Linked DNA regions of Hordeum vulgare: region 1 is linked to region 2. The links are chromatin contacts, called in public Hi-C maps. All regions are on one chromosome and are shown on one strand. The core of a region is the stretch at or near the end of the contact, and the rest is flanking DNA. Distances in the headings are between cores, read along the strand shown.

The links. A called contact is a pair of places that touch in the nucleus more often than the background predicts.
Region 1: a Hi-C map of leaf shows a contact between it and region 2, with 2.8 times the contacts expected there. The contact joins the enhancer-like site here to the promoter of LOC123442124 in region 2. A contact is called at or near these places in 2 of 6 Hi-C or Micro-C datasets (leaf and seedling).

The regions. Positions count from the first base shown.
Region 1 is chr1H:422,292,286-422,297,367 of MorexV3_pseudomolecules_assembly, forward strand. It overlaps LOC123442134 (protein ALTERED PHOSPHATE STARVATION RESPONSE 1), which reads right to left. Exons shown (of 4, transcript XM_045118225.1): 4 at 3,362-4,339. The coding sequence ends at 3,544. Among protein-coding and RNA genes, the nearest start is that of LOC123442134, 8.6 kb to the right of the region's middle. Within about 2 kb of position 3,181, at least 3 of the 3 cell types and tissues checked have open chromatin away from gene starts, as enhancers often do. A contact at or near this core is called in leaf and seedling, where this site is marked.
Region 2 is chr1H:421,870,349-421,874,730 of MorexV3_pseudomolecules_assembly, forward strand. LOC123442124 reads left to right here and starts at 2,408. Exons shown (of 9, transcript XM_045118221.1): 1 at 2,408-2,720; 2 at 2,859-2,924; 3 at 4,084-4,228; 4 at 4,374-4,382. The coding sequence starts at 2,622.

The DNA of each region.
Region 1 (5,082 bases), core at 1,931-4,430, 420 kb after region 2:
AAACTCAAAAAAAACCTATCTAAAAAGCCGAAAACGCGTGCAGAAAAATAAAAAAATAAAATCTAGAGAAAACGCTCACAGCTCGACAAGTGGCGCAGCTAAGAACATGACAAGTGGCGGCGCGTGGGAATGCTCCTTGCAAGGCTCCCGAAAGCGCTCGCTAACTAGTGACTCCTAGAAACGAGAGTTGGAAAACCCTATTTGTCGCTCTTTGCGGCAGCTAGTCGGGCAAACGCACAGAATTTTGGAGCGAGCTAGGAGTTTTGGGTCGGCCCGTATCCCGACTTTGTGAATCCAGCCGTTTTTTCGGTTTTGGAAAACTTCTAGAAAGTTCCTTGAACCGGGTTATCGTTTTCTTTTTTCCTTTATTCTTTTCTGTTTATTTTTTTATTTTTTGTTTCTGTTTAAAAACATATTCTGAATTCCAAAAAATGTTTTAAATTTCCAAAAAATGTTCTTTAAATTTAAAAAATGTTTAGATTTTTAAAAAAGTATTTTGGATATTCAGAAAATGTTTTTAAACTTCAAAACATATACTGGATTTTCAAAAAATATTCTTCAAATTCAAAAAATGTTTTTACTCTTCCAACAAATGTTTTGGATTTTCAAAAAATGTATCTCTGAATTTTTGAAAAATGCCCACATTTTTTAAATTTTGTTCTTTAAATTCTAAAAACTTTTTTGCATTTTACATAAATGTTTTGGAATTTCATAAAATATTCTGGATTTTCGAAAAATATTCAAAATTTCAAATTTTGTTCAATTTCTTAACTAAGTTTGTATTCAAAAATTGTTCTTAAATGTTGCAAATTGTTCTTAAATTTCGAAAAATGTTCTTGCTTTAAAAAAAGTTCCATATTTCAAATAATTATCGTTTTTCAAACTTTGTTCATAAATTCAAAAATGTTCTAGATTTTCACAAAATGTTCTTAAAATTCGAAAAGAAAATTGGTTCAAATACAAAAAGGAAAAAAAAAGAAAGAAAAAAACAATCCAAAAAGAGGAAATAAGCAGAAAAGGAAAAGATAAGAAAAAAGGAAACAAAGATGGGTCGGCCCAGTCGGGGCGCCCCCTATGTGGCTCGGTACTTCCTGCCGCAACGAGCGGCGGATAGGAGCTCCCACGAGAGATGGGGGCACATCGACAAACCAGGAATGAGACGGAGACGTGGAGACGGTGAGAGCATGTTCAAGGACATTTCTCAAACCTTCCTCGTTTGTTCGGAACTTCCGATAAAAGAATGGGAGGGAGAGATAAGAGAAAGAAAAAAAAAGAAAAAAAAATGGACGGGTCTGGCATGAGCAACTTCTCGGATACGCTTAGACACCCTCAATTTTGTCCCTAAATATGGGCTGCGTTTGAGGATTTGTGAATCATGTATGAGAGGATTTGGGGTCTTCACTCAAGAGGCATTTTTTGTCACGGCATCGTTCGAGTTGTTTGTTCGAACATACTCCCTTTGTTTGCTTTTTACTTTGCGTAAAGAATTTATCTAAAGTCAAAGTTCATAAAATTTGACCAACTTTGTAAAAAAATATTTTAACATTCATAATACAAAATCAATGTCATTACATGCGTCATGAAATTAATTATCATAATGCATAACTTTAGTATTGTAGGTGTCGACATTTTTTAATATATATTTGGTTAAACTTTACGGAGTTTAACTTCAAAAAATATTTATATGCAGAGTAAAAAGTGTGTAAATACAACTTGATAGGTCAGGTTGGAGATGCTCTTACGAGTGATATGTTTTGTCTCTTACATGTCTGTCTAGAATGGGGCTAGAATGAGTGTTTCAGCCATCAAGTCTGCTTTTTTTCTGGTGGTATGAAAGCGAAACCACCACCACCACCACCAACAACAACAACAAAGCCTTTAGTCCCAAACAAGTTGGGATAGACTAGAGGTGAAACCAATAAGATCCCGCGATCAATTTATGGTTCTGGCATATGGATAGCAAGCTTCAACGCATCCCTGTCCATAGCTAGTTCTCTAGTGGTATTCCGATCCTTCTAAACTCTCTTTACAGACTTTTCTCACGTCAGGTTCGATCTACCAGTCCTTCTACCATGAAAACAAAAAAAACAGGATGGTCTTTTTTACCTCAAAATAACCTCTTTATTCGTTAGATAAAATCAGGGTGGGCTTGGGTTGGGAGATACTCCACCTAGCTGGTAGTGGATTTGCCGTAACTGAAAAGGTTGGAGCAATGGCAACTCCTCACATGTTGAAGATCCTTTCTGCTTCTCACCTATGAAGCATCGATACGGAGACGGGGATACAGCAATACGGCGAGCATATATAAATAATTAATAAAATATTATGCAATAAAGATTAAAAAAAATGTTGCTTGGATCAAAATGTTGCTTCGTTTGTTGCCTTTGTGCCTTTTTTCAAGCCCATATGGTATGTGCCCACAAATTTATGTTGATATGTCGATTCTTAATCTGAACAACAATATTAGTACGTTAGCGGCAATAATCAACAATATTATGCAGCAAAGCAAAGCAGCCATGCACTAGAGCGACAGCAAGCCAACACCCAGCAGGTCGGCTTAGGATGAGTGGAGAAGAGCAGGGACTGGAAAAAAAAAAGTTAGTGCTTTGCTGGCCATAGGCGGCGGAGGCAAGCAACAACAAATCGATTCCAGGCAGCAACTGCGACAATGCGCTCGTGCAGTTGCTCGATCAAGATCTTGTGCCTGCTCAATTGAGCTGATAGAGAGAGAGTGTGCGCTAGGTTAGGAGGTGGGGTTCTACTGGCCTGGCTGCCCTCCCAAATTCCCGACGTATCGAGGGCATTGACGGAGTATCGACACTATTTTTTTATTTTAAAATCGTAAAACAGGATACTTTGAGGATACTGGTATCGGTCTTGAATTGAACATATCGGGCATGTTTTGTACACCGATACAGCAAATTTTAAAGTATCGATGCTTCAAAGCTTCTCACACTGAGGCTCTGTTTTCCCTTCTCCACGAGGGAAGGTGAAGAGGGATTAAACGAACAAGCCCCTCTCGGGTTTTGCTTCGGTCTTGTACTTACGGTTAGTGCTAGGGTTTGGTGGGGCGTCGCCACCGTGCATGCGCCGCGTCCACCTATCTTCACTCACTTGACATCCCACCCAACCAAACACAAAATAGGGCTATCCCTATCCAGGTAGTTGGGATACCCATAACAATAAAACCTATCCTGTGAACCAAACGCACCCTGGCGGTGTGGATGAGCTGCCGGACGTATCTTCCCGCCGGCCTTTTTGGATGGAATGAATGGCCGGGCCAGCACTCTGCCACTCTTGGTTTTGTTCGGCAAATGAAGCAACACCCAGGCGATGCCCTTCTTCTGATCTAAAAGAATAATTTCCCACGAGGATCCAAATTATATAACAACAACAAAACGGCTACAATGCCTAACTGTTCCCATCTTAAGAGATACTACTACACATACCGCAAAAAAAGGCTAGAGAGACAATACAAGCATCACAACATTCTGACGGGGGGTTTTAGCTAGCACCCTAACAACTCCTGTACATGTTCTTGATCTAGTTGTTACCACTACCTTGATCCTGCATGAGTGCATTCAGTCTCAGCTTCGAGTGCATGTCGGCAGTAGCATGGGAGAAGTCGGTCAGGGCCCGGAACAGCTCCGGCAGGTGCGCTCTCAGGATCGAAAGGGATTTCTCCCGCACTTGCTTCGACAGCTTGTTATGGGCTTCGACCTCGTTATCCAGCTTGCTTTTCAAGCTTTCTACCGCGAATCTCCTCTCTGAGATCGCATCCTTCTGGCTCGTCCCATCGCCGCTCTCCGGATCATCAAATGTCCTGCGCTGTCCATGCTTGTGATACCACTCCTCGAACGCCCGGGCCTTCCGCACGTATTCCTTGTGGATTTGTTCGCAGACCTCTTTCTTCTTCAACTCCTCGTCTTGAACACCTAGTATGGTTTCCAGGACCGCCCGAAAGCTAACGATGGCATGCCTGGCAAGATCATCGGGCAGCTTGGCTAGTTGCTCATTCCATGCTTGGAGCAGAGCCTTCACAGGAGGTTGCTGCACCCTCGGTGGTGATGCTACTTTCTCCTTTAAGCTGCTCTCTATAGGTATAAGGTTCAACTTCAACCAGCTGTAGAGAGCATTTATGTACTCCTTTTGATAGCTCATAAGATCACTAAAGTTTGTGTTCCACTTGTCTACAATATCATGCAGCTGACGGGTGTGGCTGTGGTGATGCGCACTTGTTTCGATACTGGAATCAGATATGTCGACTGACTTGAGATCCAACACAGTTTTCAGCTGGTTTGCATGATGCATGTGCATATCTTCCCACATTTTTGCCTGCCTGAAAGAGAGCACCAAATAAAGCTTGTAAAGTTTTGCAGTGTGTGCATCCATGTTATTTGGCTTATTACAATAATTAAACTAAACAGAAGTTGCTAAATTACAAAATAGTGTTGATGCACTGGACAAAACTCAATTATACTTAACTGGATTGGAAAAGGCTATCTATATACTCCCTCCGTCCAAAAATTCTTATCTTAGGTTTGTCTAGAAATGGTTGTATCTAACTAGATACATTCATTTCTACACAAATCTAAGACAAGAATTTTGGGACGGAGGGAGTATATACTAAGGGAACGTTTGGATCCCTCGCCTGATTGCGTCGCTAGGCAAAGCTAGTCTTGCCGACGGAGGCGAGCCAAATTGGCTCGCTCGCTCAAACGCAAAAAAAGCTAGAAACCGCTCGTAACGAGGCTCGCTCGCCCAGGAACCAAATGCTTCGCTTTCTTGCTGGACCAGGCTAAGAGAGCGCTTGCCTGGGAACCAAACAGACCCTAAGTAGAGGGTCCTTTCTAGCTACCACAATTAATTCTAGAGGAAAGTAAATCTAATCCGTTGAATAAGAATTAATTCTAGAGGAAAGTAAATCCAATCCGTTGAACAAAGGCCATATAAACCGTTCAGATTTATGTGGGTCGATCAAGTCCTACCCCGATGAAGGAGTCCGACCAGTTTACAGCATATTATTTTTACACAACTCACTTGCATGTGTCATGTCTCTAAAGAAACTGGTCCAGGAAAACT
Region 2 (4,382 bases), core at 1,158-3,657:
CCATCTTGTTTGCTGACAGCTGCCCTCCTCTGGTAGTTGAAGAAGTGAAGGGTATTGTGCAAGTTACTCAACAGGAGTTTGAGCGCAAGTACCTAGGCCTCCCTGTACCGGAAGGACGTATGCATAAGGGCCAATTTGAGTCCTTACAATACAGATTGAGTAAGAGGTTAATTGACTAGAGCGAGAGGTATTCCTCACAAGCTAGCAAAGAAGTGTTAATCAAGTCTGTTGCACAAGCCATCCCAGTTTATGTCATGAGTATATTTAAACTTCCTTTCTCCGTGTGCGATGATCTAACTAAAATGATGCGACAATATTGGTGGGGGTGGAGAATCACAGAAAGAAAATGGCATGGACTGCATGGGACAAGCTAATCCTTCCCAAGTCTAAAGGAGGTCTCGGATTCCGGGATATGAGAGCTTATAACTAGGCGTTACTAGCTAAGCAAGCTTGGCGTCTCTTGACGACACCGGTTTCTCTGTGTGCTAAACTCCTTCGAGCTAAATATTTCCCTAAGGACAGCTTGACGGATACAGTGTTCTCGGGGAACTCTTCGGCAGTGTGGAAAGGAATTGAGTATGACGTGGAACTAGTGAAGAAAGGCATGTTATGGCGTGTTGGCAATGGTGCAGATATTCGTATTTGGAGGGATCCATGGATTCCACGGGGTCCGTCGTACACATCCATTACTCCCAAGAGGAACTGTCACCTTAACAGAGTAACTGACTTCTTGGACAACCGTGGTAATCGGAAGGTAGAGCTGGTACAACAACACTTTTGGCAGCCGAATGTGAACTCCATTCTCAAGATCAAAACGTCTGTGAGGCAACGGGAGGACTTCATTTCTTGGCCATGGGAGAAATCAGGCATGTTGACAGTAAAGAGCGCTTATCATGTGGCGTTGTCGGACCACTATGATCAATTCTGTCCAGGTTCCTCCACCAATCATCCATCGGGAGATAGATCTCTCCGGCGTTTAGTGTGGAATACTGCGGTTCCACCAAAACTCAAGAATTTCGCATGCCAAGTGATCTCACGCGCCCTGCCGACGGATGCTGAAAAGGGGAGAAGGCATATTGGTCTGAATGGGTACTGCAGGCTTTGTGACCGTGAACAGGAATCATCATTTCATGCGCTACTTTCTCGCCGAAGTGCTGCTTATCTCTGGGACTTGATGCAAACTCATTGGCCTCTTCCAAACAGATCGATGATCAAGTGGACGGGCACTGAATGGTTGTTTCATCTCCTTGCAGAATTACATGACTCTATCAGAAACAGAATTATCATGGTCCTATGGAGAATATGGCACCTTCGGAATGAGCTGGTACATGGTAAATCAATTCCACCACCAGAGGTATCCCCTCCTTCCTTCTCAGCTACTATAATACCTTCAATCAGATTTCACGGGGAGTGGACGAGATTATCAAGGGCAAGTCGCCGGTGTTCTCTGAAGGCTTGGATATGCGATAGACGCGCATAAACCCCACGCCCCGTGTGCCTTGGCCACCCCCTCGGATAGGAACGGTGGCGCTGTCAGTGGATGGATCCTTCAATGTTACAGATGGCTCAGATGGTTCGGGTATGATATCGAGGAACGCTACCGGTGGTGTAATCTTTGCTGCTTACCGCAAGCTATTCCAGTGCAACGACGCCCTTGAAGCGGAGCTACATGCTATTCTAGAAGGTATTAAACTAACAGTTGAGCATTCCAACTCCACGATCATGGTACAATCAGACTGTGTTGTAGTACTTAAAGCTATATCTGATGCATCCTTGGATAGATCAGCCTACGGCCATATGATCCAGGAGATTAAATTCCTCTTAAGTGATAGGGTTTTTATTCCTGTAAAAGTTTCTCGTGATCAAAATAGGGCTGCAGATTGCTTAGCAAACTTTGGACGGTGTGGAGATAGCACATCATGTTGGCTGGGACAAGCTTCTTCGTGTGTCAGTGATTTAGTCGCTGAGGATTGTAATAACTCTCTTATCTTGGACTAAAATCCCTATGACTTCGCAAAAAAAAAATCTAAGCGACCAGGATGAGAAGAGAAGGGAATCAAGCGCCGTGCCGCTGCCGCGAGGGCACGAGTCATCTTTCACCGTGCCGGGAAAGGAGTGTAGGCCTTGCCCCCATCAACGGCCGAGCGGAGCCGCTCCATCGTTCGATCTCGGAACAGCTGGGGTCAGAGTAGTTATCCTCTTCCTTCCCCGAAACTGAAAGGGTCAGAGGCTCAAAGCTGCCCTGCTTTCTCCCGGACACCCGCACCAGCACACAACCCATCCCGACCGTTCGCTCAGAATCCTGCCGCCGAGCGCGACCCAAGAGCTGCAGATCCAACGGCCCCCCGCCCGCCTCGCCTCCTCGTCGTCCGTCCCTAGCAGCCCGCGTCGCGTGCCACCACCACCCCCCGGAACCACATCGCGGTAAAAATCTCAAACAGAAATCGCTTTCCTGCTCGGATTAAAGCCGGGCTCCTCTCCCGAGATCGCCCCACAAATCCTCCCCATCCCTCTTCCCAAAGCCCTCCGACCCAGAAGAGCAGCCAGCGCCCGCCCCGAAACCCCAGCCAACCAATCCAGGCACCACGGGCGCCTCTCCGTCTTCCTCCGCCGGCGACGGCATGGACCCCAGGTGCAAGCACGGCACCGCGGGCGCCTCCTCGTCTTCGTCCTCCGGCGACGCCGACGCCGGCGCCGCGCACCCTAGCTCCAAGTTCGAGGTCCGCTCGCCGCTCCCTCGATCGTGACCTGCCGTGTTTGATTCCTTTTGCATGTCGGTCTGGATACGAGTTGGATCCTAACGAGTTCGATCGATCGTTCCCGCGTTTGTGCGCACGTACGTTCGTGCGTGGTTGCAGGAGGAGGCGAGGATGACGGGGGACGCGCTCCTCGTCCTGGACGGCCTCGTGCAGGTGTTCCCGCAGGTGAGTCCGTGACTGCGATTACGCGATTGGTTTTCTCCTGAAAAAACTTCGTATTCCACGCCCGTTGGATCGGTTGAACAGTCGATGATTTTTTAACAGTAGAATACCGCCGACGAGTTGGTCGGTTCAGTTTCAGCGCATTGCTGATCTGTTGAACTAATTTGTGACGAGTTTGTCGGTTTGGTTTTACTGAACTGCGTAGGTGTACGGTGTTGATCGTGTGTGTGTGTGTATGCCTGCGTGTTTTCGTGAAATAAACTAAGGGCTGCTCTGCGTTGACACACAGATGCTTAATTATATTGCAATGCAAAATGTATGGTGTTCTTTTCTTAATCTGCAGGACATATGTATGCGAACCGCTGGCTTTGGTTGATCTGCTTCCACCTTTATTTCATGCCATACGCATGACACAAAAAAAAGTGCTTTGTTTTTCTCAGACACTACAGAATTTGATTGTAGTACGCATGCACTTTTTTTAAAGATCCTGGCGTTCATTGATAATAGCAGGAAGCAACGGAAAACAAAAAGGTGATGAAGGTCCTAGGACCAAAGATCCGAAGATCAAAGAAAAGAAAAAAGCAGCCCTAATAGCTGCAGCCCCACACCACACAAACCAAACTAGACAGCGCAGCTCTAATAGTACGCATGCATTTTAATTATTTCTGCAATATTGTTGTCTAGTATTGGTGAGAGTTTTTCTCGGTCCGTGATTTTTGTAGGAAAACCTTGGCAAAACTATTTTTTATTTACCAATTAGCAATGCCCAGGTAGTGGATAGAATATAGATCTTACCACATTATTCTATATATAGAAACGGTCAAACTTAAGAAAAAAAAAGTTAAGCAAGTTTGACTTAAGACAAACCTAGAACTTCAATTATTTTGAAATGAAGGGAGTAGTATATGGAATAATGGTGTTACTGTATGATAATGCATTTGTTATTGTTAAAAATTATTATAGACCTGGCACACCACTTACTAACGTGCACTGTGACATCCCCACTATTAACTATGCAGCAGTGGCGGAGCCTCTTGGGGACAATTAGGGGCCTTGCCCCCCTTTCCTAGATTTTTTTTGTCAAATAAGCCTAATCGATCTACTAATCTTTCAACCTCTATAATCACCTTACCCTTGTTCATGCTCCGCCACTGCTATGCAGGTTAACATCTCAACACTGATAGAAGTTTCCATCTCATTCAATGGCGATGCTGATGCAGCAGCAGATTATGTTATCCATAATGTTCTTCCAAATAGTACCGCAGATGACAATAATGCAAACACGAATGACGATTCAGATATTCATGGTAAGATTTTTGTCCTCTATCCGTTAGTACAGCTCGAGTCCTTGCACTGGATAAAGGGCCACTAAATGTCATGCGACCTTCTTTTAGCACCCTGTATTGTTTTCATCTCAAAACACTTCTGTGTGTTGACAAAATCCTTTCTCAGGGGTATTTA